Regions from separate parts of the Mus musculus genome. Here all the other regions are linked to region 6. A link is a contact called in public Hi-C, HiChIP or PLAC-seq, Micro-C and promoter capture Hi-C data. All regions are on one chromosome and are shown on one strand. Each heading gives the region's core, a stretch centred on a gene start, on an enhancer-like site or on the middle of the called end of the contact. The rest is flanking DNA. Distances are from core to core; before and after follow the strand shown.

The links. Promoter capture Hi-C pulls out the DNA fragments that hold promoters and counts their contacts. Hi-C and Micro-C count contacts between places; a contact is called where the count stands out from the background. HiChIP or PLAC-seq counts read pairs in DNA pulled down with a chosen protein or histone mark.
Region 1: a contact with region 6 is called in a promoter capture Hi-C map of embryonic stem cells, with 4 times the contacts expected there. The contact joins the promoter of Duoxa1 here to the promoter of Eif3j1 in region 6. A contact is called at or near these places in 8 of 39 promoter capture datasets (the 3T3-L1 cell line, 3T3-L1-derived adipocytes, cranial neural crest and 4 more), 1 of 484 Hi-C or Micro-C datasets (embryonic stem cells), 4 of 115 datasets of contacts at active chromatin or transcription factors (embryonic stem cells and pancreatic cancer cells) and 2 of 9 other capture datasets (adipose tissue and liver).
Region 2: an H3K4me3 HiChIP or PLAC-seq map of embryonic stem cells shows a contact between it and region 6, with 7 times the contacts expected there. The contact joins the enhancer-like site here to the promoter of Eif3j1 in region 6. A contact is called at or near these places in 4 of 39 promoter capture datasets (the C10 cell line, the HPC-7 cell line, frontonasal cranial neural crest and 1 more), 12 of 115 datasets of contacts at active chromatin or transcription factors (the NIH/3T3 cell line, bone marrow-derived macrophages, craniofacial prominence and 5 more) and 1 of 9 other capture datasets (embryonic stem cells).
Region 3: an H3K27ac HiChIP or PLAC-seq map of the NIH/3T3 cell line shows a contact between it and region 6, with 3 times the contacts expected there. The contact joins the enhancer-like site here to the promoter of Eif3j1 in region 6. A contact is called at or near these places in 9 of 39 promoter capture datasets (the 3T3-L1 cell line, 3T3-L1-derived adipocytes, embryonic stem cells and 4 more), 3 of 15 datasets of contacts at CTCF or cohesin (the NIH/3T3 cell line, embryonic stem cells and pro-B cells), 8 of 484 Hi-C or Micro-C datasets (CD4 T cells, the G1E-ER4 cell line, embryonic stem cells and 1 more), 19 of 115 datasets of contacts at active chromatin or transcription factors (the 230-238 cell line, the NIH/3T3 cell line, T-cell acute lymphoblastic leukemia and 9 more) and 2 of 9 other capture datasets (embryonic stem cells and pancreatic islet).
Region 4: a contact with region 6 is called in a Hi-C map of embryonic fibroblasts, with 2.0 times the contacts expected there. The contact joins the enhancer-like site here to the promoter of Eif3j1 in region 6. A contact is called at or near these places in 1 of 484 Hi-C or Micro-C datasets (embryonic fibroblasts) and 2 of 115 datasets of contacts at active chromatin or transcription factors (embryonic midbrain and embryonic stem cells).
Region 5: a contact with region 6 is called in a promoter capture Hi-C map of fetal liver, with 3 times the contacts expected there. The contact joins the promoter of Shf here to the promoter of Eif3j1 in region 6. A contact is called at or near these places in 14 of 39 promoter capture datasets (the 3T3-L1 cell line, 3T3-L1-derived adipocytes, the C10 cell line and 10 more), 12 of 484 Hi-C or Micro-C datasets (B cells, CD4 T cells, CD8 T cells and 8 more), 13 of 115 datasets of contacts at active chromatin or transcription factors (the SCID.adh cell line, effector CD8 T cells, embryonic midbrain and 7 more) and 3 of 9 other capture datasets (adipose tissue, liver and pancreatic islet).
Region 7: a Micro-C map of embryonic stem cells shows a contact between it and region 6, with 4 times the contacts expected there. The contact joins the enhancer-like site here to the promoter of Eif3j1 in region 6. A contact is called at or near these places in 1 of 484 Hi-C or Micro-C datasets (embryonic stem cells), 2 of 115 datasets of contacts at active chromatin or transcription factors (fetal liver and trophoblast stem cells) and 2 of 9 other capture datasets (liver and pancreatic islet).

The regions. Positions count from the first base shown.
Region 1 is chr2:122,312,049-122,316,160 of GRCm38.p6, reverse strand. It overlaps Duoxa1 (dual oxidase maturation factor 1), which reads left to right and starts at 2,431. Exons shown (of 10, transcript NM_001305262.1): 1 at 2,431-2,491; 2 at 2,717-2,762; 3 at 3,113-3,229. It overlaps Duox1 (dual oxidase 1), which reads right to left and starts at 489. Exons shown (of 33, transcript NM_001099297.1): 1 at 401-489. The coding sequence starts at 458.
Region 2 is chr2:121,547,338-121,551,464 of GRCm38.p6, reverse strand. It overlaps Frmd5 (FERM domain containing 5), which reads left to right. Exons shown (of 14, transcript NM_001360084.1): 14 at 2,233-4,127. The coding sequence ends at 2,810. Among named protein-coding and RNA genes, the nearest start is that of Wdr76, 43 kb to the right of the region's middle. Within about 2 kb of position 2,489, at least 13 of the 459 cell types and tissues checked have an H3K27ac peak or open chromatin away from gene starts, as enhancers often do. A contact at or near this core is called in embryonic stem cells, where this site is marked.
Region 3 is chr2:121,574,382-121,578,120 of GRCm38.p6, reverse strand. Frmd5 (FERM domain containing 5) reads left to right here. Exons shown (of 14, transcript NM_001360084.1): 5 at 1,702-1,799. Among named protein-coding and RNA genes, the nearest start is that of Wdr76, 70 kb to the right of the region's middle. Within about 2 kb of position 2,015, at least 28 of the 459 cell types and tissues checked have an H3K27ac peak or open chromatin away from gene starts, as enhancers often do. A contact at or near this core is called in the NIH/3T3 cell line, muscle stem cells and stem cell-derived neural progenitor cells, where this site is marked.
Region 4 is chr2:121,599,141-121,603,353 of GRCm38.p6, reverse strand. The region is part of intron 1 of Frmd5 (FERM domain containing 5); the gene reads left to right. Among named protein-coding and RNA genes, the nearest start is that of Wdr76, 95 kb to the right of the region's middle. Within about 2 kb of position 2,418, at least 38 of the 459 cell types and tissues checked have an H3K27ac peak or open chromatin away from gene starts, as enhancers often do. A contact at or near this core is called in embryonic fibroblasts, where this site is marked.
Region 5 is chr2:122,366,682-122,370,564 of GRCm38.p6, reverse strand. It overlaps Shf (Src homology 2 domain containing F), which reads left to right and starts at 1,418. Exons shown (of 7, transcript NM_001374011.1): 1 at 1,418-1,918. The coding sequence starts at 1,433.
Region 6 is chr2:122,026,090-122,030,209 of GRCm38.p6, reverse strand. It overlaps Eif3j1 (eukaryotic translation initiation factor 3, subunit J1), which reads right to left and starts at 1,630. Exons shown (of 8, transcript NM_144545.4): 1 at 1,486-1,630; 2 at 1,299-1,402. The coding sequence starts at 1,537.
Region 7 is chr2:122,346,949-122,350,927 of GRCm38.p6, reverse strand. It overlaps Duox1 (dual oxidase 1), which reads right to left. Exons shown (of 33, transcript NM_001099297.1): 33 at 2,956-3,658. The coding sequence ends at 3,536. It overlaps Shf (Src homology 2 domain containing F), which reads left to right. Exons shown (of 7, transcript NM_001374011.1): 7 at 1,389-2,036. The coding sequence ends at 1,575. Among named protein-coding and RNA genes, the nearest start is that of Shf, 20 kb to the left of the region's middle. Within about 2 kb of position 1,952, at least 251 of the 459 cell types and tissues checked have an H3K27ac peak or open chromatin away from gene starts, as enhancers often do. A contact at or near this core is called in embryonic stem cells, fetal liver, liver and 2 more, where this site is marked.

The DNA.
Region 1 (4,112 bases), core at 1,182-3,681, 290 kb before region 6:
ATTCAACACTGGGGGTGAAACCTAGGGCCTCATATGTGCTGGGCAAGTGCTCTATCACCAAATAGTATCCCCTGTTCCAAGATCATTTTATTTTAAAAACACTGGTGAGTCCTTTTCAGCTTACTTCAGGAAGCTTTACTGTCTTAAGTGTCTACTCAGTCTTTCCTATTTCACATCAGGAGAACTTACCTCACAAAACAGGATAGAAGACAGAGGAGAGAGAAAGGGACCCACACCAGAAAAAACCATTTTCATTCTATTGTCTACCCATTTGCTCAATAGCTTGAAACAAGCACCTGGTATATACAGGGTATTATATCTGCTTGAGGGTGCAGAAATGATTGGCATGTCTTTGGAAAAGACCAAAAGACCTTGGTTCCTCTGCAACTCTAATACTCACCCAAAGAAGCCAGTGTCCCAACCAGGAGAATCCAGGCCAGAGCTAAGTGGAACCCCATGATGGAAATGGTAACGTGGGATTAAATATTGAAATACTTCAAAACAGAGACCTAGAACAACAGAGGATAGAAGGATGAGCCCCAAATATTCGAGAGAATCATGATAAGGCAGGGCCTCTAAGAATCAAGACTAGGGAGATGGGCTTGGAGAGCAAAAAGCAAGAGACTCACTCTCTCGGAAGGCCTCTAGTTCATTCAATAGATGACTGACCAACACGCGCTGTGTACAGACCTGGCCTCGGCTCTGGAGCCAGTGAAGAAGAGAACAAAGCCAACCTTGCCCTTGTGAACTTTAGTTTCTGAGAACCTGGACACCCTTGCTTCGGCCCAGCTCCCCACAGAGGCTGCTCCATTGCAGGAGTCCAGCTTGGGAAGAAGTAGCTGAGGAACCCAGCTGAGGTCTCAGGTCTGCTCTTCGTCCTCTGTGGGATCTGAGGTAAACCATTTATCTGATCCAACCATTTCATCCTCTCCTAGCCACGGTGGGGAACGTGCCTGAACTGTTCACTCCACAGCATGATCAGAGGCTAACAGGAGGCTGAGGTTGAATTCAAGCCAAGAAGACTGACAGGTGTGATGCAAATTGGGCAGAGGCTGAAGCAGGATCCTGCAAGGAACCTCAAGTGGAGTACCACACCAGCCGTTCCTGCTTCAGCCCTGCCTTCCAGAGGCCAACAAACCATGTGGGACCACAGGTAAACAGAGGCAGCAGGCAACTCATGCCAGGACTCCTCTGACAAAATGTCATCCTGAAGACATCCTAAAGACAACCTGAAGATTGGAGGCGGGGTGCTGAAAGTCACATGCTCAGATAAAGCCCCATCTTCAGCCTGGGCTTCTAAATGTGCTATCTAGTTGAAGGTGAGAACCCACAGGTGACTCACAACTCCCCAAATCTCCTACTAAACAAGTGCAAAATCCCAGACCCTGCCCAGCCCCCAACTCATTATTCCATCTATCTAGAGGTTCTTTGGAGTGTGGCCTTTGGTAATAATTGAGGAGCCGGGCACTGGAGATCTGAAGGTGGTGTGTTGGGTATGGTAGAGTGGCAGGCCATAGTTGAGTTCCCCTAATCCAAACAGTTTGACCTCCTTCCCCTTCCAGTCAAGTCTTCAGGAGCCTGGACTCCAAATGTAGATCCATCCCTAACAACCTGTAGGCTTTCAGGCCAAATTGTTGGGGACAAATTAGAAAAGAGAGTAGCCATGCTAATAACGTCTCTGTGGGTAGGTAACCCTTAACAGTTTACACAGCCACTTGGGTGTGGTAACTTCCCAAACAATCTGGAAATGAAGGCACAACTCCAGGGCAATGAGGCCCCAGGCAGCGGCAGATCTGGGAGAGTACACGCCTGTCTGGTTCTTGTCCACATGGCCATTTTTCCAAATCAGAGTCTTAGAATCATGACTCTGTTGGCCCCGAGGTGGGAAGGAGAGCGAAATGAGTTAAAGCCACAGAGATTCCATCCTGAAGACCCAGGGAGTAACTGTATACTGAAGAACCAACAAAGTCTCTCCTTGGCATAATGTGATGGTGCCAAGAAACCCTCTAGGCCCAAACAAACTAGGTCATTCAACATTATCAGGACCAGATGACCCTAGTTTTTCAAAGTCAGTGTGCTGAGCTCAGGCCTTAGCAAGGTTCCTTTTAGCCTCGGGGAAAGATTGGAGGCACACGAGGCTACAATTCCTGTTCCGCAGAAAAGGAGGACCACCGGTACCCCTTTCCTCCGCTGTCCCCACCCCTAGAGCCCTCTCTCTCGGAGCACCCACTTTCGTGGGCCAGGAGAAATGTTCAAGGATCTGACCTTAGCTTCTGGTCGCCCCAGCCTGGGACTGCGGATAGGCTCCTGGATGACTCCGGGTTCGCTGTAGCCCGCTCCTCCGTTCTGGCAGCTTCTCCAGCTCTGAGTCGGGGCGGGCGGGGCTGGGGGTGAAGAGCGGACAGCGCGTCCCAGCTCTGGGGCGGGGCACAGTAGGGCGGAATAGAAGCTAGCGCGGGGACCCGCGTGAAAGGGGACCGGAGCATGAAAGGTGAGACCTTGTAGGATGCAGGGCTCCTGGGTGCCGAGGGTTCAGGCACGTTGGCCGTTTGGGAGGCGGGAAGGGCAAGTCTCTCTCCCCAAGTTCCAACTCTTGGGGGCTGAGGAAGAGGGTGGAAGATAAACAGGGTGTGGGGCAGGAGAGCTGTTCCCAAATTCTCCCCACACAGTCGGGGGCCAGGGCTCTAAAACAAAATCTCCCAACATTAACCTACAGATCAGACCTGTCGCCAAAGCAAGGTATCCATCTGTCCCCAAAACCTGTAAGTCTAGATAACCAGGTTTCCTGGTGGAACCTCCCAGGTCTCACCGTCCTGTGAGCCTCGTTTGTGTTACAGCTGCCCGAGGTGCTGGCATGGGTAGGAATCGGGGATCTTAGGGGTTGGGTGCAGAGGGCACAGTGCTGGGGCGCTGTCCTAGCACGCCAGTCTGTCCCTGGTTCGGTTCGAGGGCGGAGTGCCAAGTACGAGAAAGTTGACAATGACTTGAAATGGAAGGCGGAGAAGACACCAGGCTGGGTTTATGGGAGTCACAACCTGGTCCGCAATTGACTTAGAAGAATGGGGAATTGGAAGGGATTCTGCCTGAACAAAGTGCATGGTTTTGGCGACAGGACGTCCACGTCTGGACCCGGTTCCTGCCCTATCCCCACGACCAGGAGCGTTGTGAGTGAGTGCCCAAAGACGAGCAGCGCCAGGTGCCATGCGCACAGTATCTGAAAGAGAGGAAGGTAGGGAACCATGGATCGGGTGGGCTCAGAGGTATGAGATCAGACCTTGAAGTGCTGTTCCGGTACCGACCTCCAGGGGCGCACTTCTTGAGTCTACACAGACCAATTCAGATCAAGGGGGGATTTGTGAAGGAAAAGTTTGAAAAAAAAAAAAATTTAAGCACGGCGAACTCCTTAAGGTTATGAGAGTCACAAGATTTGTCAATACTGAATCTTTATTTCTCTTAACTGGAGTCTGGGTAGATTGGATTGCTCAGTTCCCTATCCTCCACCACCCATCACTACCCGCCCCCCCCCCACACACACGCCCAACCTCTTCTCCCCCAATTCACACCCCCGCTTTCCCCCCACCCCCAGCACACACACACCTCTAACTTCCTTAGGAAGGAGGATTAGGTTAGGCGGTCCTGAAAAAGACTTCCTTTAGCCAGGCAAGGCTGTAAACCTTTAATGGGCTTTACTTCAATCAGAGAAATAAACTATCATATTTCGGTAGCCGTGTCTCACCTATCAGAGTGCTTGACAATATTAGACTGTCACCTAAACTACCCTTATAGAAAGCGAGCAGTCCTTACTTTGCAGGTTCTGTAGATGGGGGCGGGGGCAGAGGAAGGCTTTAGGAAAAAAAATCTTGTCAAGCTTCGAGAGAGGTTCCAGATCCGATCTTCTTCAAGACTGTTAACTCTATCTCTACCCTCTGGTCCTATAAACACTGGAAATTCATTTCGTCTTGTGATAGGTAAGGGCTAGGTAACTAAATCTAAAATACTTCTAAACACGGGGGAAAGTACTTAAAGGCTGCCCCCCCCCAGCCAAGTGAGAAAATAGAACCCCAAAGTGAAGGAATTGGCCAGCCTCAGTGAGAAAGTGCCCAACTCATAGC
Region 2 (4,127 bases), core at 1,240-3,739, 480 kb after region 6:
TCTGGCCTATTCCAGTCCCCTGATAAGGATAGCCTCTGCTCTCCACGCTTCTCCCTCCTTCCAGCTCAGCCTGACATAAGGCTCTGGAGAGTCAGCACTCTGTCCAGGTGGAGGGCACTGCTGCCACGGCCTGGGGGGTGGAGATTCTTTGTACCTAGCTGGCTATTTCCTCTCCGTACCTCCTGGGCCTGGCTGGTGTCCCTTGAAGAAGGAACTGCCGTCCTGGCCTGCCATGGGAAAGAGTCTAATTAAGATTCAGACCAGAGTCCGTGTCCAGCTCCGGCTGACTAACCACTGCCTTCGGACCCTAAGCGTCCGCATCCTGAGGATGGGACCCCGGCTTCAGTGTAGGGTCCTAACAACTGTCCCCCCTGGCCCACTGGGAGCCACTTCTGGACAGAGGCATCAGCTAGATCACCTCAAAGGTAAATACACCTGTGCCACTTTGCCCCAGCGCCCGGAGACTAATGGGTCTGAGGAGGGGCAGGGTGAATGGTGGTTCCTATAGCAGATGAATCTTCTGAAATATGAAAACTTGTAGAAAATGGACATATCTGGACACCATTAAGGGAGGTAACTCAGACTCAAGACAAATACTACGTGTTTTCTCCCATGCAGATACTACCTTTTAATCTTGACATATGTGAGAGTGGTCCTAAAACCAGAAAGGAGACCATGGGGTGATGAGGGGTTAGGAATGTCGCTCAGTTGGGAGAATGCTTGGGTAACATGCACGAGGCTCTGAGTTTGATAAAGCTTGGTTGCATACATCTGTATTCCCAGCGTTTGGTGATGGCAGGGGGATTGGAGTTCAGTGTCATCTTTGACTACTCAGTGAGTTAAAGCCAAAGCAGGACTCAAGAGATGGCGCCTTTGAAAAACAAATGAGCCATTTTGAGAAAAGAGAATACAGTGTGCTATGAAATTGCACAAAAGGGTGCTGGGGTGGGACAGTTCAGGGAGCAGGGGAGCAGGGTGGGGGAAGGGCAACAAAAAGGGGTACTGGGGTGGGGCAGTTCAGGGGAGCAGGGTGGGGGAGGGGCAGCAAGAGATTGTTCAGAATTGCCATAATGGAACCTAATCTTCTAAATGATAACTTACAAAAAAAACCCCAAAAGCCATGTATTTGATTTAAAATACAAGACAAACCGTTTAAAGTGGGATGTTACTCCATAATCAATACTAAAGGTTTATGGTGATATTTCTGGATAATTTAAGGATACATAACATTTTGAATGAGATACATTTCATATACAACAAGAGATAAAAATGGATCCATAAAAAGGTTTTGAGATGGAGGGAGGGAGGGAAAAGGGAGAGGGTGGAGAAATGGGGAGGGGTGCTGGCTACATTTTCTTGTTCAGGACTGGCCTGATATTGAATGACCTTAAAGCAGTCTTCTGTTGAGAGGACAGAACATTAACATGCTTGGTGAACAACTGTGGTGGTCAGGCATTCTACTAGAAATGCCTGTCTGCCCATCCTCCTGTCTGCTGAGCTCACGGACAGCTTAGTAGGTGCCATAGCTTCTGACTCGATGTCCTGATGTCAGCCTCACTCTCCTTCCTCAGCCAGCTTAGGGATTAATCACAAGCCAAGATATTTTGTACTGAAGTGGCTGCTGGCACCAAAGCTGGTCATACTTGGGAGATCTGGCTGTCATAGATGTCCATGTGAGGGGACAGGCCTTTTAGAGGGTGTCATGTGCCAGGATCAGGCCACAGACAGGGCTTAAAGAGTTCTGTTTCATCAGTGACGCAGAAAGTATTTCTGTCATGCGTGCCAGCGGCCGCATCAGGAAATACAGAGAAGCCAAAGCATCCAGAGTTCTGGGGCAACGGCTCTTAATCCCAAGTTCCTTGGGTGCCTGAGTCCCAAGGCAGGTGCAGGCTGCAGACTTACTTATGTGCCCTGCATCCCATAGACCCCCACTGTGAGTCACAGGCTTGGATTCCATCCGCAGTTCTGCCTTGAGCCACATGACTTCTAACTATTCACCCCCTCCACTTTATGGAGTTGTTGAAAGACACAAATGAAAACTTTAAACATTTTTTTAAAATGTCCACTGGGTACTTCTTTTGCCCTGTTCTTGATGTCTGCATATGGAGTCCACAGCTACTGCTGCTGTACCGTGGAGCATAAGCAGCCACCTAAGGACCTGAGCTGACGCCACTGGATAGGAAAGAATGTTGTGACCCGGAAAGCTAATTCCTGTGCTTTTCGCCTTTCCAGGCCTTGAGTCGCTACGAGACAGTGCCCATTCCACCCCAGTGCGGTCCTCTTCCCATGGGGACACCTTCCTGCCTCACGTGAGAAGCAGCCGGGCAGACAGCAATGAACGTGTCGCTGTGATAGCGGATGAGGCCTACAGCCCCGCAGACAGTGTGCTGCCCACCCCTGTAGCCGAGCACAGCCTGGAGCTGATGCTGCTCTCCCGGCAGATCAACGGGGCCACGTGCAGCATTGAGGAGGAGAAGGAGTCGGAGGCCAGCACCCCGACTGCGACAGAGGCGGAGGCCCTGGGAGGAGAGCTGAGGGCCCTGTGTCAGGGGCACGGCGGGTCAGAGCAAGAACAGGTGAATAAGTTTGTTTTAAGTGTTCTCCGTTTGCTCCTTGTGACCATGGGACTCCTCTTTGTTTTGCTCCTCCTCCTGATCATCCTTACTGAGTCTGACCTTGACGTTGCTTTTTTCCGAGATATCCGCCAGACCCCCGAGTTTGAACAATTCCACTATCAATACTTTTGTCCCCTCAGGCGATGGTTTGCCTGCAAAATCCGCTCAGTGGTGAGCCTGCTCATTGACACCTGAGAAGGCATGACTCCTCCCAATAACTAGCCGGGTGGACCAAGGAACCCGGCTACCCATTCCCAGCAATGGGACCCATCGCGGAACCATCGGCACACACACCAAGTCCTCTCATGACTCAAAGTCCACTGAGCCTAGCAGGGTTCTTTCCCAGCAGAAGAAAGGGATATAGGCTAATGCTCTGTAAACCGGGAACATTCAGTTTCTTCAGAGGCTCTTCCGAGAAAGGCTCAGCAACTCAAATGTTTCTCATCCTTCAATATGCAGAATAATTTGGGGGTTTGAACTTTTAGTTTTTCATAGATGTGTATTATTTTGAAAGTATCCAAATAAAAGTCACTTATTTTACTAGACTGATGATTGCAGTAGTGTCACCCAGTAGATGGGACACTAGCTGAAGACTCAGACTGTTGTCCTCTGTACCCTGCAATTTTCTCACTGGTGCCAGTGGGTTCCGGGAGACCCAGCAGGGCAGGCCGGGGCTGTGGGCAGGCAGGAATGGCTTCCTCGCCAGACAGGAAGGTTTCACAAAGTAAACGGCGTAGAATGATTAAATAGAAAGTTGCTTCTTACGATAGTCTGAGTTGGATTTTCTTTCCCTTTTGTTTGTTTTTGTTTTTTCAAATCTGAGCAGAGAGTGCATCTGAAGGGACCACAGCTACAGCAGCAGCAGTGGAAGGGGTGGGGTAAGTCTGTCCCCTTAGACTAGAGCCTAGTGAACACCTGAGTTGTATTTAATGTTTTGCTTTTCTTTCTGAAGAACCTCAAGACTTTTAGTGCTTCTGGGGTGTCAAAGTGGTGCCAGAGTGTGCGGTCAGAGATGTCCCACAGCACAGTTACCAGAGACCTGTGCTGAGTCACACGAGAGCCTGCAGAGCCGCAGGGAGCTGTGCTTGTCTTGTTACAGTATGCCCCTCCCCCCAAAAAAGACTATTTCAAGCTCTATTTTAACAGCAAAATGTTATTTTCCTATCTATTCCTATTTTGTTTTCACTTTATGAATCAAAAGATGCAAGAGAGAGACAGATCTGAGGAAGGCATCGAGAAGGAGCAGCGGCCTTGGAAGGGACCAGGAAGCACTAAGCAGGACCTCTAAGCAATGCCTACAGGTGACAGAATTTGACCATGGCAGAGACCAGCACTTACTATAGGAATGCCACCCTTAGGGTCAACCCCTGCTCCTGGAAACAAGGTCTAAGAGCACTTAGTGTCGTCCCTCACAGCAGCATACGTGTACACACACACACACACACACACACACACACACACACACGCACGAGCTGCAGTCCCTAAGCCTCTACACTTCTTACCACCAATAAC
Region 3 (3,739 bases), core at 766-3,265, 450 kb after region 6:
TAAAAGACCCAAGGTTTTATTTTTAATCTTCCACGGGGTTCTCCTGGCCACGGGGACCCACTCAAGGACTGTACCTTGTAGCCTTGTGTCTGCTCTTGTTGGGAGACTTGTGAGAATGTGGTCATCGGGTCAGCACGCTCTTGGTAAAGACACTTCCAAACCATCCCAGTGGGCCAGGGGCTGCCCAACCATTTGAGAATCTACAGAGCAGTTACAGTCTCAGAGGGCAGTATGATGCAGTATTAAAGAGCCAGGGTCAGGAGTCCCGACGTCATGGATTTGGATCTGGCCTTTGCCATTTAGTTGTGTGTCTGTGAGAAAACCATTAAAGCCTCAGCTTTATCTGGACAAAGTGGAGGTTGTAATAGCATCCTTTTCAAAGTGCTGGGTAAGAATTAAATGAGGGGCTGGCTTAATGGTTAAGAGAATGGACTGCTCTTCCAGAGGTCCTGAGTTCAATTCCCAGCAACCACATGGTGGCTCATAACCATCTGTAATGAGATCTGACACCTTCTTCTGGTGTGTCTGAAGACAGCTACAGTATACTTGGATATATAAAATAAATAAATCTTAAAAACAAAACAAAACAAAGAAGTAAATGAGACATTAGATGTGAGTCATGCAGCATCTGCCCTTCCAGAGAGGAACTGGGGTAGGGACAGGCTCCTCTTCCTGATACCCTGCCTCTACCTCACGTGTACATTCCGTGCTTAAGGAGATGTTAGCCACAGCTCCTGCTTTTATGCCCTTACATGTGTACCACTCCTCACAGTTTTAATTAATTGCTTTATCTTTTTTTTAAAGATTTATTTATTGATTATATGTAAGTACACAGTAGCTGTCTTCACACACTCCAGAAGAGGGCATCAGATTTCGTTACAGATGGTTGTGAGCCACCATGTGGTTGCTGGGATTTGAACTCGGGACCTTCGGAAGAGCAGTCAGTGCTCTTAACCACTGAGCCATCTCGCCAGCCCTAATTGCTTTATCTTAAAGTGTGTGTGTGTGTGTGTGTGTGTGTGTGTGTGTGTGTGTGTGTGTGTGTGTGTGTGTGTGTCTAGATAAGGGCGCCACGATGTCAGATACTCTGGAACTGGAGTTATCAACAGGTTGAAAGCTACCCAACAGGGTTGCTGGGAACCAAGTGTCATAAGCCGTAGATGTTCTTAACCGCCAAGCCATCTCAGCAGCCCCTCACATCTCACTTTTTATTTGCATTTGGAGAGATCTGATTGACCTCTGTCAATAATCTGCAGGGGGACATCTACCGAAAACCCCGCCTGATCTCTTCCTTCACCCAGTATTCCACTCTAGAGGCCGAGACAGGCCCATTTCCCCATCTCTGACAGCACAGTTTTTTTCTGGTTGTAACAGACCACCAGGGGCTGGCTCCCTCCAGATCCCAGCACTGTGGAGGCAGTGTGGAATGGGGGCTTGGGGAATGTTTATTCCAGGAAGTGATATGTCTATGTTGAGCCATACAAGTAAGTTTTTGATCTGAACCTTAAACAATTAACAGTGCAGAGCAAAGTATCCGAGAGCCTGGGAGGAAATGGAAAATGTATTTGTTTTGTGGTATGAAAAAAAATTTAATGTAGGAAAAATTTCCCGACAAGGATTTTGATAGGCTTATACTACATATTTGTGTCTTTAAAGCAACGAAAGCAATCCTTTCTAGTTCGTTCTCTGTTGTCTCCGCAGGTACTTAGTCTTCCTTCAGATCAAAAGGGATCTCTACCACGGCCGTCTTCTCTGTAAAACATCGGATGCCGCCTTGTTAGCGGCCTATATCCTTCAAGGTAATGACTTTGGACAGAATACATTTGCTTTTCATGCTAAGTCCTGATTACATTATTCCATTTACCACAGATGACGACTTCTTAGATCAAAACAGCTTCTAACTTGAAGCAGTGTTTGAGTTAAAGGATTTTGCCTGCGCCATCCAGAGCCAAAAGCCCAGTGCCCTGCCGCAGCCAAGGCCTCGTGGCTAGCCCCTGAGTCATCTGGACCTTTGCAGGCTTGCGCTGTACCCTGCATGCTAATGTTTCTGGGATGCCGGGAAGTAATCAGGAATCACCTGCTCCCACCCCCACCCCCTCACCCCCCACACACAACTCACCGAAGTCTGAGGCATGATGGGAACTCTCTGCTGAGAGTGTTCAATGTTTCAAGTGTTCTCAAGTGAGAAGCTATTTCTCAAAGCTGACAAGAAAGAGCTGAGCCTCTGGCTGCTGGTTTCCAGACCAGCTGTGGTAATGTGTCAAGAAAGTGTGGGGCATCCGCCAGGCCCTTCTCTCACAAAACGCTGAGAGCACTCAAGAGCCACCTCAGAATTTTCTTAGTCCTCCTGCCTAAAACTGTCATTAACCACAGGATTGTTTTGGACATAAGACCATGAAGTTTCCATTAAAAAAAAACCGTGAACCCCTGATTATGAGTCAGGGAACTCTCAGAAGCAACTAATGGAGAATTTGCAAAGAGCTTGCTGGCAGGAGAAGTGTCAGACCTGTGCTAAGATGGGAAAGTGAACCCCTCGAGGGCACTGACTCTGAGGGGGGCCATTCCTGTACCAGTCAAATGGGGAGTGCAGAAAGAGCTCGTGCATCATGAGGCACCCAGAGAGTCCCCCTTTCTTTTTGAAAGGAAGCCTGGCCTGTTCTGGTTGCCATGTTAAACTTTTTTAACAAAGTCATTTCCTTGGGTCCACCCTGATAATTATATTGAATTTTTTTTTTTCAAAAAAAGTATTGGTGGCCAACATCAACATTTTCCCCTTGAAGCTTTTCAAATAAAATCAAAGTAAATGACCTCAAGGTTCGAGGTCACTCTTCCCTGAAGGAAAGCTATTTCTTTTGTTAAATAAGAGAAATATCCAAAGGATTTGGAATTTGGCTGTGTTTTTGGTTCTTGGTTTTTGTTTTGTTTTTTTGCTTTTGAATTATAACCTCACAATGTTGTCCAGGCTAGATTTGAATTTCTGGGCTCAAGTGATTGATTCTCCTGCCTCAGACTTCCCAGTACTCGGGACTACAGACATCTACCACTGCCATACCTAGCCCTTGGATAACTTGGAAGGTACCATAATTGCAGAGGAAAGCACTGAGTCCAGCTGCGACATGTCCTGGACTGGTCCTGGAACGGCCCCCTCAGAGTCAGAGCCCCTTCAGAATCGGAGCCCCCCAGAGCCAGAGCCCCCTCAGAGCCAGAGCCCCTCAGAGCCAGAGCCCCCTCAGAGTCGAAGCCCTCTCAGAGCCGGAGCCCCCTCAGAGCCGGAGCCCCTCAGAGTCGGAGCCCCCTCAGAGCCCCTCAGAGCCAGAGCCCCCTCAGAACCAGAGCTCCTCAGAGCCAGAGCCCCTCAGAGCCAGAGCCCTCTCAGAGCCGGAGCCTCCTCAGAGCCGGAGTCCCCTCAGAGCCGGAGCCCCCTCAGAGCCGGAGCCCCCTCAGAGCCGGAGCCCCTCAGAGTCGGAGCCCCCTCAGAGCCCCTCAGAGCCAGAGCCCCCTCAGAACCAGAGCTCCTCAGAACCAGAGCCCCTCAGAGCCAGAGCCCCCTCAGAGCCGGAGCCCCTCTTAGCACAGGTCTGACATTCCTCCTGCCAGCAATCTCTTGGCAAGTTCCCCATTAGTTGCTTCTGAGAGTTCCCCGACTGTGCCTTGCCGTCCTCCCAGTATTCGGCCTGCCTCAGCTAAAGTGTACTTGGCTCTCCAAGAGAAGGAGAGGGACAGCCAGGAAGCTGTTGGA
Region 4 (4,213 bases), core at 1,169-3,668, 430 kb after region 6:
TGGCTGCTGGTTGCTATAACCTTGGGAACCTGAGACAGGAGGACTGCTGCTAGTTCAAAGCCAACCTATGCTACATAGTGAGTTTCAGGCCAAACCAGCCTACAGCATAAGACCATATCTCAAAATTTTCTAAGGCAAAGCCATTCCGTTAAGCAAGCCTGATTTAGACTGTCCACTCCCCATGGTCTCTGGAAAGAGAGAAAAAAAAAGAATCTGAAAATTATCTATGGTCTTAAAATTCTGGATCTTATAATCATCTTAAAATTCTGGATCTTATATACTTAATACATGCACACACAAAAACTTTCTGTGGTATTGGAGCTCAAACCAAGGAACACACATATGCTAAGCAACACTCTACCATAGAATTATATACCTAGCCCAGTCCTTAATATTAAGGAACTCTCTTTTGTGGAGCAGTATTATTCATAAATATATACCATGTGTCCTCGTTAATGTCTGCTTACTCATGATTAATTTATATTTTTACTTTACATATATCATCACTGAAAGTAGCAAATATTTCATTTCATTATAAACACTTAAGAGCTGGTAAGTAATCCTGGTCCCCTCTGTCCCATTATTCCAGATGAGTAACATTAAATGTATTTTAGGGGAAGCACATCTCAGATTTCCAACAAAACTGTTTTCTAAAGCAAAGCCACTCCATTAAGCAAACCTTAATTTAGATCGTCAAAGCCCCACGGACTCTGGAAAGCCAAGTTGTTGGATCTCGTAATGAGTCCTGAGTCACTGCAGTTGGAAATGCCTGCTTCCCAGCAGGAGTCTTTGAGCTAGATTTTGCTGTATGGGAAGGAGGGGCATATGTCTAGAGACTCTGGTCTTTAAGACCGTCAGTTCAGATTTTAGCTGGAATTCCATATTCTTGACCTTCACACACTGCTAAATGGTGAATTCCTAGCAGCCATAACTTGTAAAACTCAATCAATGAAGAAATTTATGTGACCACATTTCCCAGTGTCCCTTAGCTAATGAAAACGTAAATGAGTTGGGAGAGACTCAACTTAAAAGTAAAAGCAATTTGCAGCTTCCAAAGCTAACTTGACAATGCTTGAGCACAGGCAATTCTCTTTAATAAACTTCATTCGGTTGTTGTTTTATGTCGAGACAGAGGCTCACTCCCTGTAGAGCCCTGTCAGGTTTTGACCTTCCTTCTCCTTCCCCAGCCTCCCGACTGCCAGGTTTCAGGTGGGCACCACCACGTCCCCTTTTTAATCTAGTTCCTGACTGCCAGCCTTAAAGCTGAGACCCTTTTTGCACAGCTCCTCCTCCTCAGAGGTATTGCTTCCTGCACAGAGCTTTCTTTAGTGTGAAAATGATTGCTAGCCCACAGAGTTGAACATTATCATTCAGACTCAGGCTCAGTTTCAGTCCTGTTTGTCATTCTGGGAAAGGGAAACTTAGAATTCTATTTGTTAGATACAATTCATTACATGTGCGTGTGCGTGTGCGTGTGTGTGTGTGTGTGTGTGTGTGTGTTACTGGAGATCAGACCCAGGGCCTTATAAATGGTAGATAAGCACTCTTCCACCGAGCTACAAGCCCAGCCTTTAATTTACTGCATTAAGAAAATATGAGCTGGATTGGTGACTCATCCCTTTAATCCCAGCCCTCGGGAAGCAGTGGCACGAGGAGCCCCATGAGTTTGAGGCCAGTCTAGTCAACATAGTAACGTCTAGGCCAGCCAAGACTTTATAGTGAGACCTTACTCTTCTCTGTAGAAATGTCTAGGCCTCTATTTACATAAAATATGATTTCTATGCTTTGATAATTAGCTACAATATTAGTAACTTCAAGAAGAAAATGTATTCTAGCAAACACCTTTTTCAAAGATAGGACTTGCCAAAACAGTGTGCTCTAAAAATAAGTCAATGATCTAAGAAATCTTAATTATTTCCTTAATTAAGTCGTTACTCAATGACCCATTCATCAAAGTCTTTGTGCTAATGCTCACTTTAACGTAGCTTCTCAACCTGCTCTCCCAGGCTCCTTGCTGAGATGAGACTGTTCGCCAATCCTGATTTTCTGTCATTCCCCTCCTCAGTAAATACGGTGTATTCTGCTGCCTGGATGTTTCTTTATCCATACCATTCATAGCCTCATTGAAAGGATCCTCCGGTCAATAATTCACATAAATCCCTAAGAGTACCTGCTTAAAATCCTCACACCCATTACCATCACTTACAATACAGCGATCATGCAGGCATCGCCCGCCCTCCACCATATCGCCAGCGCTCCACCACCTCGCCCTTGTCTGCCCCTCTAAACTGATCTGCCGTTGTCCCATAACATTTAGCTTAAGTTCTTCCCTGGCCCATGCCCTGCTCTTGCTGTACTGTTTGTCCACTCCTAAGGCAGTAGATTCCTGTGCCCCCACCCCCAAAGCTCAGCCAGTGACTCATTTCCTTTGTGAATTCTTTCAGTTAATATCACTCCTCCACACTTCTGGTGTGGCAGCTTCTATCACACCACCATTTGAAAGGGATTCTCCCTTTGCCCAAGAATAAGACTGACCCTCCATCCAATGGAAACTTGAGAGAACTGTCCTGTCAACCCTCGTCGCTAGAGTCAATCTGGGCAGAAAGAAAGAATTCTTTCCTGGAGTCTGATGTTGTCTGCAGTGCACTTCAGTGGCTGCCCCCGAGCCCAGTCTGTCCACTTGGCATCTTATTGGCTTGCAGTGGATGTTTTCCTAAGCATCTCTGACAAACTAAAAAGCACATGCCTGAGAACAACGTGAGAGATACTTCTGGGGAGGGACATGCCCCAGGGAGCAGCTCAGCAATACATCTCTTTGCTAAGGCAGCAGCTTCTCTTGTCCTGAGCTGATGGCCACCTTTGGCCCATACAGGTGATGCTGAGCAGGATATGCAGGTGTGAAAGAAGGCTAAGAACAGCTCTTGGGGTGTGCGGGAAGGTTGTGCAGAGCCTCCTGTTAATCTGCCTCCATGGTTCCCTAGGCTGGGGTATTTGGAGCTGGTTACCAGCTAATGTCTGCTCTCCATAATTTAAAACTTTTTATTTGAAAAGTATCCCCCACCCCCCAAAAAAGCTGAAGAGATGGCTTGACAGTTTAAGGTATATACTGCCCAGGGAGAATATGTAAAAGGCCTGCTATCATGACTTAAACCAAAACAACTGAAGAGCCATCCCAGGTCCAGGGTTCTTCAGGGTACAGCCAAGTCAATGGAAGGGTTATGTTTAGCATCTCCCTCTGGTCCGTCAGCTTCCTTCCTTTTCTTCCATGGCCATTGATCCCAGGAACAATTCTGCCTTGCTAAACTCTTATCTCAGAGTCTCTTTCCAAAGCAACCAGAGCTGTAACATAACAGTGCCGGTGTATAGTGCCAGGTTACCATTAACCACCTGTTGATCTGAGATGGCATGACACTTAGAGATCCCGTAAACTTTAGTCAGATATCAGGAATATGCTTGAGAAAGTTGGACAAAATGTTAGATAATAGAGAAATCCCCAGATACATGTGCAACTTGCCCATTAAAGGACATTTGACTGCTTCCTGGGGTTTCAGACATCCTAGTGCCGATCTGCATGAGTCTAGGAGCACAGAAGTGGGTTTTGCCATTCCTCTGAAAAAGGCTTGCCCTTTTATATTAGTATAATTAAGCAAATGTAGTGATTAGTCTTTTCCAATATCGAGCTTTTAATTCCTTCTCAGTGGCTAGGGCCCAGTTAGAGGCTTTCTTGAGTGCAGAACTGTTCTTGCCTGTGTCTGTATGTTGGTAGCAGAAGCAGATATTCTGGAGCTCTGCTTGTACTGCACACAACTCAGTGTTGTTTGGGCTGGACCTGTTTTCCTACTCAGAGCCCCTCTCCCTCAGCCCCGCCAAGTATATCCCATAGGATAAAAGCAAATTAGACAACGTTTTATAGCCATGAGACTAATCCTGTGTGTGGTGATTTGAGTGAGAATGGCCCCCATAGACTTGTATATTAAAATGTTTTATCCCCAGTTAATGGGGCTGTTTGGGAAGGATTAGAAGGTGTGGCCTTGTTGGAGTGGGAGTAGCCTTGATGGAGGAGGTGTGTCATTGGAGGTGGGCTTTGAGATTTCAAAAACCCATGCCAGGTCCAGACACATACACTCTCTCTCTCTCTCTCTCTCTCTGCCTGCTGCCTGCAGGTCAGAATGTAAAGCTCTCAGCTACTGCTCCAAACCATGCCTGTCTGTGT
Region 5 (3,883 bases), core at 169-2,668, 340 kb before region 6:
ACTTCCTCCAACCAGGCTACACCTCTCAATCCTTAACAAACGTATGGGGACCATTCTCATTCAAACCACCACCACCACCACCATCACCACCACCAGAATCACTTTATATTTTTTAAGCAAATACCAGTAGTGTGGTGGCGCACACCTGCAACCTCAGAACTTGCCTTGGGAAAGCTTGAGCAACAGGATTGCCATGAGTCTGAGCGGAGGCCTGACTGCAAGGTGACTACAGAGCAAGGGCTGTGCTCAGATCGCTCATCACCCTTAATTTGCATGACAACAACCCCTATCACCCTTTCTAAGATAGGACAAGGGCGTGGTCTTGGCCCAGGAGTTGGCAGTCCATTGCCTTTCCCATCCCCTCCCATTGGGTGAGTGAGGAGACCTTCTCCTGTGGGTTAGCTACAATATCCTCAGGAACCTGTCATCTCTATGCTCACCGTTGCATCAGTAGTTAGTATTTTAAACTGTATATTCTGGAATGTAAACCTCTTAGTTTCTCTATTATACCCCATGAAGTGAGGGGAGAAGGAGGGGAGAGGGAGGGGAGGAGGGAGGGGGAGGAAGGGGGAGGAGGGAGAGGGAGAGATGCTGGCCTTCAGGGCTACAATACTTCTGGTGAACCTGCTTCCTTTCTAAGACAAAATTCCAGGCTCTTAGGCATCATCATCGGAGCCCTGAGAAGGTAAGGGGCTGGTGATTGACAACATTAGACCTGTTTCTCGCTTGATTTATTGATCTGTCTGTTTCTATTCTGTCACAGACAGATTGACAAACCCAGGGTGGAGCTTGAGGGATTTCCACAAGAAAGCAGGGCAGCTGTGAGGGCTGCGTGGGCCTGCTGGGGGCCGGTGTAAGCGTGGATGGGGATTGTTTGTGCGAGGGTTGTAAGCATTTGAAGCTGGCGGTTGGGTGTGGAAACATCGGAGCAATGGGTGTCTCTGGAGAACTGATTGCATGCCACGTGAGAAGTTTGCCTGGATAGAAAGGCAACCTAGGTTTGGGTGTGAGTTAAGGGATAGGAAGAGGTAGGCGGTACTCCCAAGGTGAGGGCAGTAATAGGCGCATCTGAAGAGCAGCGTCTTCGAAAATGTTTGGGTCTTTGGGTTTGGGGGAAAGGAATCAGGATGAGCAGGATGTGCCTGGGGACTCATCTTCCCGCGTCTGACACAAACTGGGAGGTGCAAAGAGCAGATGGGACTAGAGAGCGCCCCACAGGAGCACGGGTAACGACATGTGGAGGACTCACCCTCGGCGCAGTTGCTTCCCGCATCCCATCTACTCCTCTCAGAGTCCTCGGGTCCCCGTTAGGCAGCGGGCTCCTCCCCTCGTGTCACTGACGACGAGCCCCGCCCCTCCCGCCGGCGCAGCTCCGCCCCCTCTCGCCCCGCCCCCGCCGCCCGCGGTCTGCTCGCTCAGTTGGGAGGGCCCCATGCTACTGAGCGGAGCTCCTCCTACGGGCTCCGGCCCGGGGCCGAGGGCGCAGGGCAGCGCGGGGGGCGGCCCTGGGGGATCCCGCCGCGGGGCTGGGGGTGCGGGGACCGGCCCGGGAGGGGGCGGCAGCGGTGGAGTCGCAAAGTGGCTGCGGGAGCACCTGGGCTTTCGCGGGGGCGGCGGTGGAGGGGGCGCCAAACCCGCCCCCCCAGAGCCCGACTACCGCCCCCCAGCTCCCTGCCCGGCCGCGCCCCCTGCGCCGCCCCCGGACATCCTGGCCGCCTACCGGCTGCAGCGAGACCGCGACTTCGAGGACCCCTACTCCGGGGGCCCGTCCGCGTCCGCCGCCCTTTCCACCCCTGCGGTCCCTGGCCCCACTCCGCCCCCGCGCCACGGCTCACCCCCGCACCGCCTCATTCGGGTCGAGACCCCCGGCCCCCCAGCACCCCCTCCGGACTCCGGACCCCCTGCCAGCAGCGACAGGGTGAGTGCTGCGCCGGGCGTGGGTGTCCAGGAGGGGTGGTGGTCTGAGGTCTGGAGATTTAGGGAGGGACAAAGGTGGCTTGGCTGGGACTCAGCCTTTCGCAGTCAGTATTTCTAGTTGACATAAGCTTAGTCCCTGACACGGGGGCTCAAATTTTAACCCCTTTGTTAGCTTCTCCACCGACTAATCTGAGTCCCCAAACTCTGCCCTGTTTCCTGTTAGGGCCCGAGGACTAGGGACGACCTCCCTCAATGGCTCTGTCCTCAGCTTTGCAACCCGTCCAACCCTGATCCTGGAACCTTTTTTCTAACGGGCATGGAGAAGCACCCCTCCCTTCCCTTTGCCGGTTTATGGCCTTTGTGCCCTCTCCGGAGCAGCAGCTCCTCTGCCCTTTGATCTCTTGACTCTTCCCTCCACAAAGCTTTTCTCTCCCCCTCCTCTTCCCCTTCTCCTTCCTCCCACCTCCCACCCGGTCCTGGAGTCCAGGCATCTTTGCAGGTCTGAAGCCCAGAAAGGGGCTGAAAACTAAGATTCTTCCGTGAACACAGCGAGCGCTGGCCTTTGCCTTTCCCAGTGGGATTAGGGGGGGGGGGGGACTGTTGTACTCCGGATGCCAAGATGGGCAATGTCCAGCTCTTCCTGAAGAAATTCACCCCTGGGGTACAGGCGCACTCCTTCCAGTGTTCCCCCAAGTATGAGGACACTCGGTGGTCAGGACCTGTTGCCCAGTTAAGGCCGAGTGATGGGGTTCATTCATTATCTCCTCTCTCTAGGCTTTCCTCTTTCTCAGTCCATTCTGAGAGAGACTGGATCTGCAGGCCCTGGAGGAAGACTCCCAATAGTTTGTCTCTCAGGACATCTACCTTCCTTCTTAATTCCAGTTTTATCCTGTCCTGGATGATAAACAGCTGAAAGCCATCCTTAGTCTCCCTGAATGGGAGGTAGGAGCTACCCCAGCTCTGTTGCCTTCCTCATGTCTGAGAACTCATTCCTCCAGGGCTTGCTCATCTCTCCTCAGTAGAGATCTTTATCTGATTAGAGAGCAGTTAATGTCTGAATCCTCAGGTTTCAGAATTGGGCTTTTTCCGCCAAAAGATTGCTGTCCTGGTAGGCTTGCTGGATAAGAGGTGTGTTGGGGTCAGAACAAGAGCCCCAGATGTGTGAATCATTTCCCCCATGGTTCTTGCCATAGAGCATGGCTGACCATGCCGGCTCATCATGCTTAAGCTGAAGAGGGAGGTCCAAGGGCACTTCTCCCAGGCTGCCTGCAGTCTCCTTCCTAATTGCCCTGGTGTTATGGTGAGACGGTGGTATGGCCCTGTCCTCCCCGTGGACCAGTCTCCTCCTCCCTGGCCACTGGCTGTTGGCCCATGGTCTAAGCTGTCCTTGGCTATTTTCCTTCCTGTAGTGGCTTAGAATGACCTAACAGGCTGCCCACCACACTGTGGGCTCCTCCAGGAAAACATCCTTTTTTTTTTTTTTTTTTTTGGTCAGTTCTCTGTCTCCAAAGTGTCTGACCCAGTGTCCTGAAATGGTGCGTATCCATTAACAGGGTGGCTTAAGGGTCAGGGCTTCCCAAGGCATGGCTTTCCTTTCCTTTTTTTCGAAGGAAGGAGCAGTAGCCCTGTGCACAGACCCTCAGACCCCTCCTGCCAAGACTGTCTGGTCTGTGCTTCAGTTGGGTCCGCTCTGACCTGTGGGGGAGGGGATGCTCAAGAGTGTCTGAGTCTCTTGCCAGCCAGCCATGGAGGCAGGAATGAAATCCGACAGGCTCTCCCAGGAGCCACACAATCTGTGCTTTCTTTGGTGTGTGTGATAAAAGGATCCAGGATGTAGCATCTGAGCTGTCCCATGGGCTGACCTAGGCTCCTCGTTATTCAGAAATCAATCAACTCCCAACCATCTAGGAACAGAATTTGAGAGATCCCAGAGTATTCCCCGAGGAAAAGCGAAGCCAGACAAGGT
Region 6 (4,120 bases), core at 381-2,880:
CTGTTTTGTTTTAAACTTACTCCCATCTCTTGACTTTTTTTTTTTCCCAAGACTTATTTATTATTACATATAAGTACACTGTAGGAGGGCATCAGATTTCATTACAGATGGGTGGCTAGTGGTTACTGGGATTTGAACTCAGGACCTTCAGAAGAGCAGTCAGTGCTCTTAATCGCTGAGCCATCTCTCCAGCCCAACTTTAACTTCTTTAACTTTATAAGATGTCCTAACTTCTACTTCCTAGGAAAAGTGAAAAGTCAAAACTGAAAATCTGCCGTGATAGGATAATATAAGGTCGGTAACAAACCATGCCCAAGTGTATACATACAATAGATAAAGAAAGCACGTAAGTAGCCAGTCAACAGCACTATTATTAACTTCATTATTAACTTCAATGTACACAAAGATCACTTCATTCCTCAAATTCAGGCTGTCTGGTAAAGTAGACATACACTTCAGCAAAGTTCAGAGTAAAAATGAAAAATCCAAACAGTATATCTAAAGCTGTAAGATGAGCCCGTGAGAGTTTTTAAGAACAATAAAGGTGAATAGGACTCGAATTTACAATACAAAAAAAAAAAAAAACAAACAAACCACTGGCCCCTGGTCTACCACAACCACCAACTCTTTGGGGTTTTTTTCTAAGCCTGTCTGTCCCTGTGTAGATGAATAACTGTTAGCTCTGTTTTTCAGAGTTCACAGTTCTGTCCACTAACCCGATGGTTATCTCAGTGCTCTCAGTTCATCCTTCTTACCACAGGGTGGGGGAAGGGAGAGCTAAAAGTTGTTTTACTACTCCAATTCTAGTTTAGAAAATTCAATGTATTTTCTCCATCTAATCGCTCAAACGAGCTACCGGCCTTCACAATCATACCTAAGTTACTGACACATGGGAGAGCCGAACTAGGAAAAGCGGATCCACGACTTTCCATATGGGACAAACACTGAAACCGAGTTCCCGATCTGTTCGCCTAGTTTCGGTGAGAGGTTCTGGACTGCGAAGATAGCACGTGGGCCGACCGGACTGCTGCTGTCACTTCTCGTCTCCAGTTAGGTTCCAGGCCAGAGAGCCGACCCTCGGTGAAGGGCTGGGGCCCAGGCGGTCACCACCCTCCGCAGAGTCCGGCCGGACAAGCTGCCGCCTTGCTGCCCACATGGCCGTCCAGCCGAGGGAACCTCCGGGCCGAAGCTCACGCGGGACCCACGGCCCGCAGGCCCGGGCGGCGCCCCGGGGGCCCGATCTCCCCGCCCGCAGCCGGCGCCCACGGGCGTAGCCTGGCTCCCGGGCCCGAACCTACCTTCACGTCCTCGTCCTCGTCCTCGCCTTCCCAGCGGTCCCCGCCGGCCGTGCCGCCGCCCGCGACCTTCCGCACCGGGTCCTCCATAGAGAACGTGTCCGCGTCTACGGAAGAGAGCGAGTCGCGTTAGTACCCGCGTGGGAGCGGGGCCGCCACAGCCCGCATTTGGGCCGGAACTTCTGCTCACCCCAAGAGTCTGAGTCCCCCGCCGCCGCTGCCGCCGCCGCCGCCGCCGCCATCTCGAACCGGGGGTGAGCGTGTGCGATGGGAAGAGCTGCGAAGAGTTAGCGCGGCAGAGGTGAGTCACTGGGCTGGCTCTCGTTGGCCCGCGCAGGGCAGGCTGGGACAGTGGCTGACTGGGCGCCCGGCAGAGGCTCCGCCCCACGGGCGACGCGCGCGGCAGGGGCGGGGCGGGCGGGGTGGGGCGACGCTGGGCTGGGAGACGCGGACCAGCCTGGTCCCCCCAAGCCACACCCCTCACCCCCTCATCCCCCACCCCCCGCGAGAAGAGAAAGGAAGTGCGCACGCGTGAGTCGGGCGGTGCTCGGCTAGCGAGTGGGTCTTCTAGTGCTGGCTGATCGTGAGCCGGCAGCAGGCGAGCAGCGAGGAGGAAGTGGACAGGGCAGATATCCCGTGGCCTCCTAGCATTCGGGCACGGAGATGGAAGTATACTCCAAGTCTCCCTGGTTCTCCCTTCCGGTGATCACCCGAAGTCCTGCACGGTGATTGTTTTGGCGAAAACATTTCGGAGTTCCGTGGTCCGTCCCAGGCTTATTCTAGTTTGTCCTCAACACAGTAGCAAAATAGTTATGTAAACAGATTTCGACACAGTGCAGTGGCTGCAACAAAAAGAAGCATTATGAGGTTAGATGTTAAAAAGGTAGCATTAACGACGACGGAAGTTTCAGTTTTCTGCCCGCGGTAGGCACTGGTGAAGCTGGAGTTTGAGAAACCAAGTGACTTGTGCTCCGGTGCATTTCTGGTAGAGAGAAGGCTTGTGGTGCTCATCTGAGTGCATTCTAACAGGTAAACTGATAAAAAGAACCTAAAAGGAGCAAAATTCTCTCCCCCTTGGCACAGGGCTTCCCAGTAAGGACATTAAGAAGGAAGGAGCTAGTTTAGATATTGTCTGATTTTCCAATATATTCATTGTTTTTAAAGTTTTTTGTTTTGTTTTGCTTTGTTTTTAAGACAAGTTTCTCTCTGTAGCCTGGGCTGTCCTGGAACTCGCTCTGTGAACCAGGCTGGCTCCCAGGTGCTGGGATTAAAGGCATGAGCTTAGGTTTTAAGTCTTTAAAAAAAACAGACACACATCAGCCATTCTTAGTACTTTCCGTTTCTTGTGTATTTTTCGTCTACAAGTAAACATTTTATAAGGTGGTCTTTCAAGAAATGTTCTACCGCAATTTTTTTGTGTTTGTTTGTTTGTTTGTTTGTTTTCGAGACAGGATTTCTCTGTGTAGCCCTGGCTGTCCTGGAACTCACTCAGTAGACCAAGCTGGCCTCAAACTCAGAAATCAGCCTGCCTCTGCCTCCCGAGAGCTGGGATTAAAGGCGTGCGCCACCACGCTCAGCTGTTCGACAGCATTATTAAAATGAGAGATGACGCTCTATAAAAGAAAGCATCCGCCCAGCGTGGTGGCACACGTGGTGGCCAGCCTGGTCTACAGAGTGCCAGGACAGCCAGGGCTACACAGAGAAGTCCTGTCTCAAAAAACCAAAAAAAAAAAAAAAAAAAATCCATTTATGATTTTACAAAGTACCTAGTACATAAGTATAGGATAAAACCAAGAGCCTCTGCCTTCCTTGCATTACCACTGAGCTATGCGATTTCCAACTCGAATGAATTAATTCTGCAAGGATAACTCAAGCCCAAATTAAGCCAGTGACAATGGAGAGGAAGGAACCAGTCTGAAAACTATTTTAAGGTCAAAGGCAACAGAATGGCTAATTCTATTTATCAGCTTGACTAGACTGTGGTACCTATGTCCCCTAGCTTTTAGTCAAATACCAGTCTAATCGCTGTGAATGTTAGATGTGACTAATGTTTAAATCAATAAATTGAGTAAAGCATTGTAATACATGTTGATCCAGTCGTGAATCCAAATTAAGACAAGACCCTAGGAAGGAAGACTTATGCATCCAGGATCTGTCCCAACCTGTCTGAATAAATAGTAAATAACATTGCTTCCTTCCAGATAAAATATCTTTAATGACTTTGTTTTTAGAAAAACCTCAACTTTTTAGCCTGGGGATGTAACATAGTTGGCAGACTGTTTGCCCAACATGCACAAGGCCATAAATTCAATCCTTAGCACCATATAAATGATACATGCACACAATGTAACCCCACACACTCAGGAGGTGGAGGCAGGAGGATGGAAAAGGAAAGCCATACTCAACTCCATAGGAAGTCTGAGGGCAGCCTGGGTTATATGTGACCCTGTCCCCAAATGAAAGTTCAGCGTCTTTTCCTGGTCAATAAGACCTTGCATAGGCTGTCCTACTTCAGACATATGCTGGTCTCTTTTTCTTCATCTTTTTCTCCCTCTGCCATTTCTCCTACCCTCTGATTGCCCCACCCCCACCTCCCTTATTCCCTTCATTGCTGAGGCTACTTCTAGGAGCTTTAGAGTCAATATTTCTGACTGTGGTGCTCTTCCCACACTCCCCATGGATCGCTTCTCCTCTTTCACATTAAAGCCAAATGTCCCCTTTGCAGGAGTCCCTTCTGTGGGCTTGACATGTAGCTCAGTGGGCAGAGTGCTTGCCTAGCATGCAGAAGGCCCCGAGTTCAGTCCCTAGCATCATATAAACTGTGA
Region 7 (3,979 bases), core at 703-3,202, 320 kb before region 6:
GTTTTTTTTGTTGTTGTTGTTGTTTTTGTTTTTGTTTTTGTTTTTGTTTTTCGAGACAGGGTTTCTCAGTATAGCCCTGGCTGTGCTGGAACTCACTCTGTAGACCAGGCTGGCCTTAAACTCAGAAATCCGCCTGCTTCTGCCTCTGGAGTGCTGGAATTAAAGGAGTGCGCCACCACGCCCGACTTTGGGGTTTTTTTATTAAAGTTATTTTAGTATATAGTTAAGCATGAGGATTAAGAGACAAAGACGGCTCAGAAGAAAATAAGATAGAGTCACATGTGAGCACCGTACCTAAAGGGAGAGGGAGCAGCCTCACCTCTTTGCTCTCTTTTGTTCTTACTGTAGCCATATACGGGATCTGGGTTGGGTCTGACTGTCTTATCACTGGTGGGCTCTTGATAGGACTACTATCACTAAGGTAAAAGTTTAATCCCTGGGAACACAGGAAGGCGGGACAGCTTTGCTGTAGAAAGGGCTTGTTTCGCCCCACAAATTTCAACCAAACTATAGTATAGGAAAAAGAATGAGCCCCTCCACAAGGTCATACACACTCAGGCCTTAAGACCTGCTCAACATAAAATCTTTGTATTTAAAAGACGTATTAAGTCTGTGTCAGCCGCCTTTGCCGCAGATGTCGGTTGTGCTGGAACTGCTTGCTTCTTCTCTGATGGAAAGAGGTTGCAATCAGACTCCAGGCTGGGGGGCTCCCATGCCCTCTCATCTCACCTCCACACCATAATTCCTTTGTCTGTCCTACCCAACTCTGGGTAGGTAATGCTAACCGAGTCTCCAGATGATGTCACTCCAGGCCTAAGGGCTGGCTGGCTGGACTGAGAGGGTCTGACTTGGTGTAAGACCCACAGACTGGTGCTGCCATATAGCTCAAGAAGGGGAAACTGAGCATAAGGCCGGGCTGTAGTCAGTTGCTAAGGTGCTGGCTAGTCTGTCCAAAGCCCTGGGTTCTGGGCTCAGTACCCCATACACTGGCATACACCTATAATTAAGAGGTGGAGACACAGACTAGCCTGACCTGTATGAATCGGTCTCAAAAGTCCAGGTAGGGTTAAACTGGCCTTAGCCAAAGGCTATGGGCTAGGGTCACAGAATTGGAGGGTGCGGGGCACCCCACTTTCCACCAGCACACACCCTGTATACTCACCACACACACATTCTTGGTACAATGAGCGTCCTCACCACAAAGCCAGTGCCTCATGCTACCTACTCAACCCTCTCCTCTCCTCCCCTCCCCTCCCCTCCCCCACCATCCCGTCTCTGTCCACCTCCCACTTGAAGCTGGCTTTGGAATCACACTTGCTGGGAGAGTCGGGGTAGAAGTAGGGGACTGAGGAGAACCCCTGGTCACCGGGATCTCTTTCTCTTCCTAGGAGCAGTCAGGGCTTCATGCACATGAAGCTGTCCCGGACTAAGGAACACAAGTATGTGTTGGGCCAGAACAGCCCACCCTTCAGCAGCGTCCCTGAAATCGTGCACCACTATGCCAGCCGCAAGCTGCCCATTAAGGGAGCGGAACACATGTCCCTGCTCTACCCTGTGGCCATCCGGACTCTGTAGATGTGAGACCAGGGCACTATGATAGACCTGGACCCAGTCCTTGTCACCTGCACGGGGGCAGCGGTTCTTACCAAGGACATGATGTCAGAAACCTGGCTTCCCCTTGTCCTAGGATCTAGCAGGCGCTGAAGATTCCTTAATTTATTATAAAGGGGAGGGAATCCTGGGCCTTGGAATAAAGGGACTGTGTGGAGCTGGGCACCGAGGAGAGCCTGAGGAGGAAGGGGTCTCCCCGCCCCAGTCAGACACTAGGGAGGGAGTGGCGACCTCCCTCCCGCACCACCCACCCTCCGCATCCTCCCTTCTCCCCGTCCCCAGCGGGCCGCCCGGGCTCCGGGCCAGAGGCTCGGCCAGGCAGAGCTGCGGCTGCCGGCGCCGCCCAGGGGCTGCCGGGAGGGGGCGGGGAGCGAGCCCGACTATAAATTGAGGCTGGAGCCGACGCCGGCCGCCTGCGAAAAGCACTTTCCGAGCATCCACTCGCTTCCTTTGACCAAACACCTCACGCCGGGCAGGGGGCGTCCAGGCCGCGTCGCTCCTGCCATTGCTCCCGAGCGAGCCCGGCTTCCCGCCAGCAGCGAGCGGTTTGTCTGGGAGGCGCCGAGAGACAAAGAGGCAGCGCGCCAGGCTGACGGCGCGGATGGCGCTGCCACGCGGGCGGGAGGCGCGCTTCCCTGAGGCGGCGCGCTCCCGCTCCTGGCTGGCTGGCTGGGCGCGCCGTGTCCCTTTCCCTTAGCTCCCTCTGGTGGCCGGGTCTGGGGCCACGCACCTCAGCCGACCCCCGTGGGTCCGGGGCCTTCCCGCTGCTCCACAGACAGGTTCTGTGGGAGCCAGACGCCCTCGGGACGGTTGTCCTCTTAGGACAACCTGAGGCCCCTTGCTTGCCTCAACCCAAGCCCGCGGTGCATTAGCGCTGATTAGAATCAGTTGGGAATTTCTCCAAAGTGAGGATGTGTGATCTGAGAAACGAGGTATTCCGAATAGATCATTTGGCATTGGGCACCTTTTCAGAAACTCTCTGAAGGTTGCTCTGCCTTTGAATGATAGGAAGAGGACCCACCATTTTGCACCTGAGAAAACAGGCCTAGAGGGGTTAGGAGACATCTATCTCCTCATGCTGCCTGGAAGACCTTGTCTCAGGGCAGAGCTAGAATAGCTGATGCCCTGGAGGAAGCCAGGCCGACTGCAGCTCCCTGAGGACTCCTCTCTGTCCTTGTGATCCGCTGTCAGCAGCCTAACACCAGAGTGAGGAAGGGCTTTTCAGTCTTCGCTGCTTTTATTCAGTAGATACTGGAGAGATGCCTGGACCACCGTGGCAAAGCCCACTGGGTGGATGATTTCCTTAGCTCCACCTTGACCTAAGGCAGCAAAAAAGAAACTCCAAAGGGGGAAACACCGTTTATTTGCAAAACAGACCACTAGAAGAGGGAGATGGGGCTGAGGGGCACTGCTCCAGGCGGTTAGTGGGCACAGAAAGGTCTGACTACATTTTACATTTTGAGAGATCAGTTGTTCAGTTAGGCTGGTCCTGAGGGTTTCTGTAAGTTGCCCCTGGCTACTCTAAGACATCTCCCAACCATTTTGAAGAGAGGAAGAACACAGTGAAGAGGACTTGAAGACGCCAGCATCCATACTATCACTCAGACTCACTTTCAAAAACTTGACAGGTTGTCTACTGTCAAGTTTTTGCTTAATTCTCACTTTGTCTCAACCCAAAAGCTCCCCTACTTCTGAACCTATAGTTCTTAAACAGTGCTCCTTCGACAAACTCAAGACACATTCTGGCCCTAGAGATCTCTGAGCCTACACATGATGCCTGAGCGAGGCTACTTGGACCAACCAAGTTGGCAGGTGGGAAGGGCCAAGGCTGAGGTGGCCAGAAATGAGTACTGGGTTAAGGCACAGGCCAAAGCCCCTGCTGTCCCAGCAGGGCAGTAGTGGGCATAGTTGCTGGGCAGGAGGCCTAGAAGTTCTCATAATGGTGAGAAAAATGAGTCCTGTCCTGCCTGTTGATGAGCTGACAAGCCTTCTCCACATTCTTGGTCATGCCAGGGGGACCACAGCTAAATACTCCAATCTTTCGGACCTGTTGAAGGAGGAAGAGCCAAAGATGAACATATTTACTGGTAGAGCTGGATCAGTATTCAAAACAGTAGCCAGGTTCATGTTCCTGGTGCAGGTTAGCTTTATGGTCCTATTAAAGACCATCCAGTGTTCACACTCAAGGTTTATTTTATACCGTGTATGGTGAGGGCTGGCTCACTGTAAGTCTAGCTCAATTTTGTAAGTGCTAGGTCAGTGTAAAAGGACCAACTGAGTCAATGTTCAAATTGAGGGACAGCCTGGTGTATAAGTTATCTGCAGCCAGCCCACTCACTGTTCATGGCGAAAACTAGTTCCACATCCA